Regions from separate parts of the Hordeum vulgare genome. Here all the other regions are linked to region 2. Evidence: chromatin contacts called from public Hi-C data. All regions are on one chromosome and are shown on one strand. Each heading gives the region's core, a stretch centred on a gene start, on an enhancer-like site or on the middle of the called end of the contact. The rest is flanking DNA. Distances are from core to core; before and after follow the strand shown. Region 1 holds the start of LOC123425358 (nuclear transcription factor Y subunit A-7-like). Region 2 holds the start of LOC123425357 (alpha/beta hydrolase domain-containing protein WAV2). Region 3 holds the start of LOC123425355 (PHD finger protein ALFIN-LIKE 9-like).

Region 1 (3,037 bases), core at 235-2,734, 200 kb before region 2:
CCTCCTCACGAACGGTCGTCCAGCGCCAGCCATGTCGCGTGAAGGGGAGAGGATCCCCGCCGCCGTCCCTGCCGGCCAGGCTTCGCCCGGCGGCGAGGATGAAGGAGGAGTGAGGGAGGACCGACGGCGGCGGCTAGGGTTACCCCCTGGTCACCCACGGGGGTGACGGGAGGGGGTTAGGGGGGGGGGGGGGGGGGCTACGGGAGGCGGCGGCTAGGGTTACGGGAGGAGGAGGCGGCTCAGTGGATCGTGAAATAGATAATTGGCAATGTCAGAATCACAAATGTTGATACAAAGCTCTAGAAAAAGAAACATTGCAACAAATAAACGGCATCCTGCCACAAGCAGTCATGCATACAATCAAGAGCTGCCTGATCCAAGGGAGCAAGCAGGAATGTCCAGCATATCTAGAAATTGGACGTATCTAGCCTAATTAGCATTATCCGAGAACCAACATAAAAAGATAAACACAACACACTACAGTGCGCTTTATTTCCAAATTTAGGTACAACACATGCGAAAAGCAATAACTTACAGTCGTCCATTTCCAATGGAATTGTCCAACATTTGAATAGAAGGTGTACTTGCTGTCAAGCAAGGCGTGTTATCTCCCATTCGGGTTCTTTCAGATTTAGGCTGAATAAACCTACCTTGAATAAACGTCCGTTTTCTTCCTAGCACTAGCTCTACTTCAGCATCAGATTGCACCTATAGCATGCAGAACACCAAAAGAAATCCTAGACTACTTTTGCTGGACGATGCTGGGTCCAAAATTCCAACCCCAGAATTCCGAGGAGTGTCTGGAATTTCCTTGAAATTTTCCCCAATCAAACCCAACAAAGGCTTAGTCAGACACAGTCCATATGAACTAGCATCTGTTTTCCTGTCACTGTCAATCGTCAGAAATCGTCACAACTCACGCAGAATCTAGCTGCATCCCAACAATTCCTGCAGAAGGAAAATCCAAACACTTCTGGGACTTCCTAGGAAACACGAGTAATACAGTGACCAAAATAAGCAGACCAACGCTCCCCCCTCAAGCAACGCCAGCCAAGAATCTCACAAAAGGGCCCCAATTTTCCGAGAGGCAGGCCACGAAACCAACCAAACGGGGGAAAAAATCACGAGGCGCAAGAAGCGTACCAAACGGGCTGCAGAGTAAGAGTACGGCATGACGGAATCAAGAACCAAGAAGCCACTCCAGGAAACTGAAACAGATGAGAACGATTTTGCCAGGGCGGTGCATGCAAGAACACGATTGGGGATTTCTAGGAGGGGGGCGGGAGAGCAGTCAGGCAGTCACTCACCTCCCCCGAATTCTCCCTTCGAGATCCTCTCCTCTGGCCCTGTCCGGTGGAATCTTCCTTGGACCGAGAAAGATTATGGGCGGAGAAGGCGAGAAGCGAAAGCGGAAGCACGAAGGATCAAGAAGACGAGGAGGGGACTGTCACTCTCCTCTAGCTGCCAAATATGCGACCTACCGTTTCTTTTCTTTTTTTTTTCTTTCTGGGAATAAATGGCCTTCTGTCCACTAGTGTCACGTCACCAACCTCAAATATTGATGGGTGCACCAAGAATTTGATGATCGCTAGTTTTTCTTTCAAAACGTTACAATGAAAGTCATGAGCATACATTCATTTCTATGAACGCACGCATATCCTATTATGAACACATTTAGGAGACTGAGTCGTCAGAAGGCCTGGAATAATAATCTAGAAAAATACGGCCATCAATGTCAAATATATGACTTGAGATTTGATGGACAACATATAGCATTGTTCTCCTAACCATTCAACAATGACGAATCTTGAAAGAAAATGAAGGAGGGACTCAATGTTAGCTGTGTGAAAAAAAACACTAACTCTCAGTTTTTAATTTAAATAGTATTAAATTTTTTATGATGAATATACCTAAATTTAGTTTTTACATTTTTAGAAGGGGGCTCAAGCCTGTTGAAGCACGCCCTTAGATTCGCCATTGCATCGAATCATAAGTTGGTTCGCAAATGATCACTAAGTTGACAATCTTTTATGTAGCATGTTGGTTTTATGGGTGTATCTTCAAGCTAAAATATACTTAATACTCTCCGTTCGAAATTACTTGTCGTAAAAACAGATGTATCTAAAACTAAAATACATCTAGATACATTCATTTCTTCCACAAATATCGAAAGGAGGAAGTATTGTGCATCGATCATGTAGATATATGAATTGTTTCCATTATTGATATGCATCTCAAATTCAAACAACGTGTCAATCTTTTAACCATTGCAATGTTTTATGTGGATTTGGAAACAATACCGAGGACGTGGTATGCCCTCTCCGAACAAAAATGTTAGAAGTGTAAATTCATATGCCTTTAGGGCATGATTGGTTTCCAGTTTAAGGTTGTCACGTCTAACTTTAATCGTGACACTATATCTTAAACATGTGTTTGATTCATTGTCATATTTGTGATTTGCCACATTTTTTAGTTATACTTTCACATGTTTGACTCAATGTTTTGTTAAATCTGATCACACTTGTGATCTGATCACACTTGTGATGGTCATTCTGTTAGCCACACTTTGCCTAAGCTTAGCTGAAACAAAAAGGCCTTTAATAATTGACTTGTGATATTTATGTATCTTCTCATCGTAGTGAATTCAAATCAAACAAAATATGGTGTTTCTAAAATAAAATTATTATACATGTTAGAGTGCTTGCGCCGTTAGCAAATTATAAGGGACAATAATTTATGGTCTCTCCTCCTTTTGATGAGACTAGCCTCATGTAGATGATCACATGGTCATCAGTTTTGATTTATTGTCGCAGTTATCAACAACTCGGGTGCGCTAGGATATCACATATCATCATGGAGACGAAAACTATTTCAGACCCCACTATTGAGCCGCTACCAATGAGAAATAAGGAGTGTCACGCGACTATTATGATGTAACCTTTTTATGTGTAAAAATCTGGAGCTATATGTGTTCTATCATGCACGGGGTGTCCAGGGGCGAAAACACCACCCCATGCGCATAGGATGCCATGTAGGT
Region 2 (3,107 bases), core at 173-2,672:
AGCCACGTGAGTACGGAATAGAATGGTCCATTGTCTCTTGCAAATTATATTTGTCCAAATCACCAAGGCTGTTGTCATGAAGAACAGTACTATCATTCTCATCATCATCGTGCTCATCATTAGCCTCTAGCAATGGTTCATGTTGGATACAAGATTGTTGTGCTGAAAGAGGTTCAATGTTGGCCTCTTCGTTGATGCGTGGAGGACTAGCTTCAACAATCGGAGAGGCAACCTGGTTCAAATCCAACTGCAAGTTAGAAACATTTGTTTTGATGGCAAATAACTCTAGAGCCTTGTCTAGTGATTCGGCCACCGTATCCTTGTATGCAAGCCAACGCTGCTCGGAGCTGACACGCATGGTCTTCCAACGAATGTGCATTCCGAATCCCACATTATGCCTACCATCAAACTCAACTACATCACTAGGCTCCATCTAATTCAAATCCTTTCGAACTTGTTCCAACAATTCAGCATAGCTAGGATAGAAATCGAACACCATGTCAAGCTCATCCGAGTCCGGATCAATATTGCCTTTTAGAAATGCATCCTTGTCCACGTGATGAACATAAACACATGTCCTTCCCATCCCTAAACAACACAACATACAATATTTTTATAAGCAATCATCCAAATACTACAATATCTACTTACTAAAAATAAACCATATTTCTAACTTTCAAACATCCATAACACTAACCCTAACCCTATCCTAACCCTAACACAACCATAATGCAAACATCCAAACAACCCTAATCCTAACCCTAAAATAACCATAATGCAAACATCCAAACAACCCTAATCCTAACCCCATCATACCCCTTATCCTAACATACGAACAAATACAACAATATCATATACATCCCACATTTCATGAAAAACTATGGTTTCCTCAAATTTGCAACAAAATGACCACAAGAGATTTTGTTTAGATGAGAATGAGGGGATATGTGGGGATTACCTTAGGGGAGGGACTGGACAACAAATGCCCGGTCCAAACCTTCATATTTGGTGATTTAGAGAGGGATTTGATGAAGGGACGACTTGAACACAGTGTGGGAGAGGGATGGGGGAGGGGAATGAGGAGGGGGGGGTGGGGGAGGGGGGCTGACGCGTGGTTGGATAAGTGGCAGTGTGGCGTCTAAGCCTTTGGCGCCACACTTTACAGTGCGCGACGCCTGAGCCTTAGGCGTCGCACTGCCTGGAGGTGGGCCCTCCCTGCCAGGTGGTCGGTGCGTGTGGCGCCGACGACTTAGACGTCACACAGTATAGTATGACGCTTAGGTTTCGGACGCCACACGAAAGGGTCAGACGGATGAATTTTTTTGCGTTTGGGTTCACTTCGTGAGTTCTTACACAGGTCAGTTAATTTTTCCGTCCCTACAGGCCTAGACGCACTTGAGCTCTGGCTCGAAGCAGGCCCCGTCCCGTCCGACTAAAACCCAAATCCGGCCCCGACCGACGACGCGAGTCAAAGAGCAGCGGCGACCGCGCACATCACCACCACCACCCGCCTGACGGAGCCCTTCCTTCCCATCGGCGGCGGAGATGGTGGGGTGGCTCAAGGCGCTGGTGTACGGCGCGGGGGGCATGGCGGTGGTGGGTCTGGCGGCGCTGGTGGCGCTGCAGGAGCGCCTCGTCTACGTGCCCGTGCTCCCTGGTCTCCCGCGAGCCTACCCCATCACGCCCACGCGCCTCCGACTCATCTATGAGGACGTCTGGCTCCGCGCCGCCGACGGCGTGCGCCTCCACTCCTGGTTCCTCCGCCATTCTCCCACCTGCCGAGGCAAGTACCACCCAGTCCCCGATCCTCCCCAACCTCTCCTGGTTTGTCTGTTGGTTCCTCCCCCCGTGTCGAATATCCCATCGGTATCAGGAAGTGTTCGGGTTATTGGAGCGTCAGGTTGTGGATCTCTTCGAGGCTATACTCGAGAGATTGATTTTGACCCGAATTGTGTGGCTAGATAATGGCTTCGCTTCATCTCTTAGCTCCCTTGATCGGGACATGGGTCCGTGGATCTGGGTAGCATTTACGGCGTTCACGTAGGATATGCCCCAATATTTATGATTTTTGTGGCTGTAGGGTTTGTACTTTACTGCGGCTGCCTGCGTGGGTATGTCGTATGTTCTTAATCGATCTATAGGGTTCCTTGCTTTAATTACACAGTTCTCTGTAGTTTGGTGTATGGATTCAGGATTGATTGGCCGATCTCACAATGAGTTTCAATTGGAATTGAGTTATCAAGTTCCAGCTTCATTGTGATTTTCTAGTCAGTACTCGCTGGTGTATGTGGTACTCAGTATAGTGTATTTCTCTGATGTGCTATTGGTGTTCAATAGACTGTGGAGATGTTATGAACATATGGTAGGGTTAGGTTCCATATTTTATTCATACTTAGTTTTTTATCGTGATGTGTTTCTTTCTTGTCTTTACGTGGTTATATATTTGCATTGCATCACTACGTTCCATGGTTGTTGATTTAGTTTTCTACCGTTTATTTCTACGGGTTAGTTTTGAAAGTTGTGCAAGTTTAGAAAGTATACCCAATAAGCTTTCTGACCATATATAAAGGCATGCATGACTATATATAAGTTCATGTGAACCATGATTTGGTTCAAAGCAGGAAGAGATGGGAAATATTGGCGTAGATCTGTGGACGAGAAATATGCAATTGCCACGTGTACGTTCAAAATACTTTGGCATGTCAAACACATTTGTCTCTTCCCTTGAAAAGCGGCTTGGCGCTGCGCTGAACCTACTTTCTCCTAATCACCTTCGCCTTTTAGTCGTTGGCCCCAAATGCGTAACTGGACCAGCTGGCCAACTATCTGCAAAACTAGAATTTGCATTCATGTGCTAGTTTCCTCTAGCTAGTGGTATCTACTACAGCTGATCTTGTCAACGCATCAAATGAGATACACTTCTTCTTGTCTATATCTCATTGGCCACATCATTTGCTGGTGTATTTATTTATTAGATATTGTTCTATAACTAGGTGTTTGTGATGCTTGATAATTATATGAAAACAAGAGTTTTAAGAGAGTATTTCACAAAAAGAGTCATCTTCAGAGCTTCAGTCCTCTCCCATTTCCTACATCACTGATAGCAT
Region 3 (3,295 bases), core at 611-3,110, 220 kb after region 2:
ATATCATATCAACAAAAGACATGTATGGTCATACTACCTTTGATAAGGTACAAATCCATTCATACCTAGGGGTGATACTGAAGTGATACTAGGACCTGAAGTTATATATTTCACTAATGTCAAAGCACTCGTATACTTGGAAACTACGTCAGGCCTGACACTATATTTGCTATCTTTATTCGGAGTGCAACCCCAACAAAAGGTATATGGTTGATATAAGTACTATCATCTTATATCTGAAGATTACAGTAAATCTTGGATATTTTCATCAGGAAATAGAAGATATGACCATGATATGATGTAATGATATTGGCTTTTTATTTGATCCCAGTGACGCCATATCAATGACTGAATTTGCTGGAATAGCCTTCACATGAAAGTCATATAAATGGATTTTAATGGTTATTTCCAATTATCATTCTAACATAATTGCTTTATCTAAAAGCATTGCAAAATATGCATGATTTGGCAGAATGATTAACCACACTCAAAATCATGTGGTTGAGATTCATCAGAATTACATTACTTGATTTATCAAGATACTTCCACTTGTGTTACTCAATACCTACATGTTATATGAAGAGCAATATCATAAATCACATTGCTCAGAAATTACTTATCCTCTGGATTATAGAAAGTTGAGGAAATAATTTGCAAACAAAATATTGTGATAATCCAACAGATTATACACAATCTCATGTCAATGGCATTGGTATGAGACATACTCCATATTTGCAAAGTTCAGGGGGAGTAATCTCCCAGACTATAACCTATTAACAATCATCAAATTGCATATATTGTACTCTTTTTCCCTTGATGAGTTTTTCCTAACGGTTTCTCATAAAAGGTTTTTAATGAGATAATATAAACACAAGTATCTATATATGCCATATCATTTTCTCCTTATATTTTTCACACTGGGTTTTAAAGGAGTTTTTCAATGGCATGTGAAATGCACTCTTTTCCTTTATGAGTTTTCTCTCGAAGTTTCTCATGATGGTCTTTAATGAGGCAATATCTTCTCAAAGATCATATGTTATACTTTCTATTTTCCATATCGGGGTTTTTAAAGGAAGTACTCAAGACATATTTATTGTTCTCTAAACTCAAAGATGAGTTTTCTCCTTCTACAAAGGTTTTCTCAAATGAGTTATCACGAGACAATAATCATTATATGTTGTATCATTTTCTCCTTATTTTTCCCACAGGGTTTAAAGGAGTTTTAGCAACATATCTACACTATTCTCCTCATATTTTTCCCGCAGGGTTTTTGGAGGAGACTTTAAAGATTATACAACGATTTCTCATAATGAAGATGATGAACATTCTCGAAGGCAAACACATACAAGGAGGAGTCTTTATGAACATGATATATATTATAAAGACAAGCATTGATTAGGAGGAGTGTTAGGAATTAATTAAATACATTAATTAAGGGATAATCCCTGCTATGTCGGTTGCTTTAGTTTAGCAACTGCTCCTTGTAACCGTCTTTATACTGAGATATATATACCCACATCTTCAATCAATGAGACAACGATTTCATCATTTGCTCTTCCTCTCTTCTTCTATTCTTCACGTGACGGACGCGTAGAGCGGCCCGAAGAAGAAACAAAAAAGTCGAGAAAAAACCAAAACAGGAGCGTAAAAATGCGCAAGAAGAGACGGGCGCTGACGCAACCCGCCCACAAGAAAAAGATACACGTATCCATTCGACGGATGGGCGTCCCACGGGCGGTGGGCCCCACCCGCACGGACACGTCCGCCGTGCTCTCCAATCCACTTAAGTCGCAGTCCCACCCTTGGCGTCCGCCCCTCACTCCTCTTTTAAAACCTCCCTAAAAAAAAAGAGATGCTGCCCCGAAGACGTCAAAATAAAACCACGAGCACAGTGCCCATCCCCTCCGCTCCCCCGTCCCCCCTCCCTCCCCGCGCCACTCGAATCCTCTCCTCTGCGGCTACCAATGGACGCGCAGTACAACCCCAGGACGGTGGAGGAGGTCTTCCGGGACTACAAGGGCCGCCGCAACGGCCTCGCCCGCGCGCTCACCACCGGTAGGTCGCCGCAGATTCGCTCGCCAGATTGGGTTTCTCCTTTTGGCCGCCGAAGATTCGAGCTTTCCGAATTTCGCCGCCGTTCCATGGGATTTTCACCCCGTCTGTGCTCCTCGGCTGGTCTCCTGACTGTTTTGTTTCTTGTTTCTTGTTTCACGCTGCAGATGTGGAGAATTTCTTCCGGCAATGCGACCCGGGTGAGTGAATTCTCGCGCCTGTCCGTCTGTCTGCCCTGCTGTTCTTCGCTGCTCTTTCCGTGCAGATTTTGATGTATTATTATCCTTCCGTAATCTCCGCACTTAATTAAGTACCATTTAGCGTGATTATAATTACTAATTAGAGATGAGTTTTAGTGGAGTTCCTTAGAAAATAACCGATGCGCCTCTTCATCTGAACCTGCTTAGCTGAGTGTTACCCTGAATACTGAAGAGTTAACAGACTAATCTCCACTTTATTTCGAGTCCTTCCCGCAGTTTTAGTACTTATCCATGGATCGAAGAACTAGCAATAGAATATGCACGGTGCGTGAAGCCCTCTGAATGTCGAGCAGAGGGCCTTAACTGTTGGATTTAATAACGAGTTTCCTGTGGAGGTAGACTGTGACGTGGGCCTCAGCAGTCGGATGGCCGGAAACGGATGGCTCAGATCATTCAACATGCTTGGCCGTGCTGCCCTATAGGCTGAGTGGTCAATGAATTCGTCAGTGTCACTTCCTGCTGAAAGCTTCCACCTTTGGGAGCTACTCCTTCGGCCCCCGAAATACTTATCACACAAATTGATAAAAATGGATGTATCTAAACTAAAATACATTTAGATACATCCATTCCTATGATAAGTACGTATTTCCGAATGGAGGGAGTACTTATCTTGGTAGTAGTAGAAAAGGTGGCACTGGCCGTTGGGAGCGGTGGTGGGCTGCTAGTTGGCTGGTGCGTATGTGAGTTTGGTTTATTGGGTTCAGCATTACTGGGTCCTGCTTGGTTGGTGGGGTGTGATTCTTCTGCCCTAATAATGATTGTTGCAGTTCTTGACTTTCAAGGACTGGCAGACTACAATGATAGGAGTAGGACTTGCCGTTCTTTGCTGCTTGCTGCCTACCAGTGTGTGTACAGTCCTACTGTTGCATAGGGCAAAGAACAGTGATGTTGGTTCCTTCAGTGTTTTGGTGGTGGAGGACTGCCTAGCATTGCATTCTACAGTATAATGCTTTGTAAATTTGCACCCCTAACAAAGACCTGTC

Evidence for each region. A called contact is a pair of places that touch in the nucleus more often than the background predicts.
Region 1: a contact with region 2 is called in a Hi-C map of leaf, with 5 times the contacts expected there. The contact joins the promoter of LOC123425358 here to the promoter of LOC123425357 in region 2. A contact is called at or near these places in 4 of 6 Hi-C or Micro-C datasets (leaf and seedling) and 1 of 1 datasets of contacts at active chromatin or transcription factors (embryo).
Region 3: a contact with region 2 is called in a Hi-C map of seedling, with 2.0 times the contacts expected there. The contact joins the promoter of LOC123425355 here to the promoter of LOC123425357 in region 2. A contact is called at or near these places in 1 of 6 Hi-C or Micro-C datasets (seedling) and 1 of 1 datasets of contacts at active chromatin or transcription factors (embryo).

The regions. Positions count from the first base shown.
Region 1 is chr2H:104,046,274-104,049,310 of MorexV3_pseudomolecules_assembly, reverse strand. LOC123425358 (nuclear transcription factor Y subunit A-7-like) reads right to left here and starts at 1,484. Exons shown (of 8, transcript XM_045109046.1): 1 at 1,308-1,484; 2 at 1,144-1,208.
Region 2 is chr2H:103,849,506-103,852,612 of MorexV3_pseudomolecules_assembly, reverse strand. LOC123425357 (alpha/beta hydrolase domain-containing protein WAV2) reads left to right here and starts at 1,422. Exons shown (of 8, transcript XM_045109044.1): 1 at 1,422-1,783. The coding sequence starts at 1,546.
Region 3 is chr2H:103,625,786-103,629,080 of MorexV3_pseudomolecules_assembly, reverse strand. LOC123425355 (PHD finger protein ALFIN-LIKE 9-like) reads left to right here and starts at 1,860. Exons shown (of 5, transcript XM_045109040.1): 1 at 1,860-2,055; 2 at 2,220-2,252. The coding sequence starts at 1,965.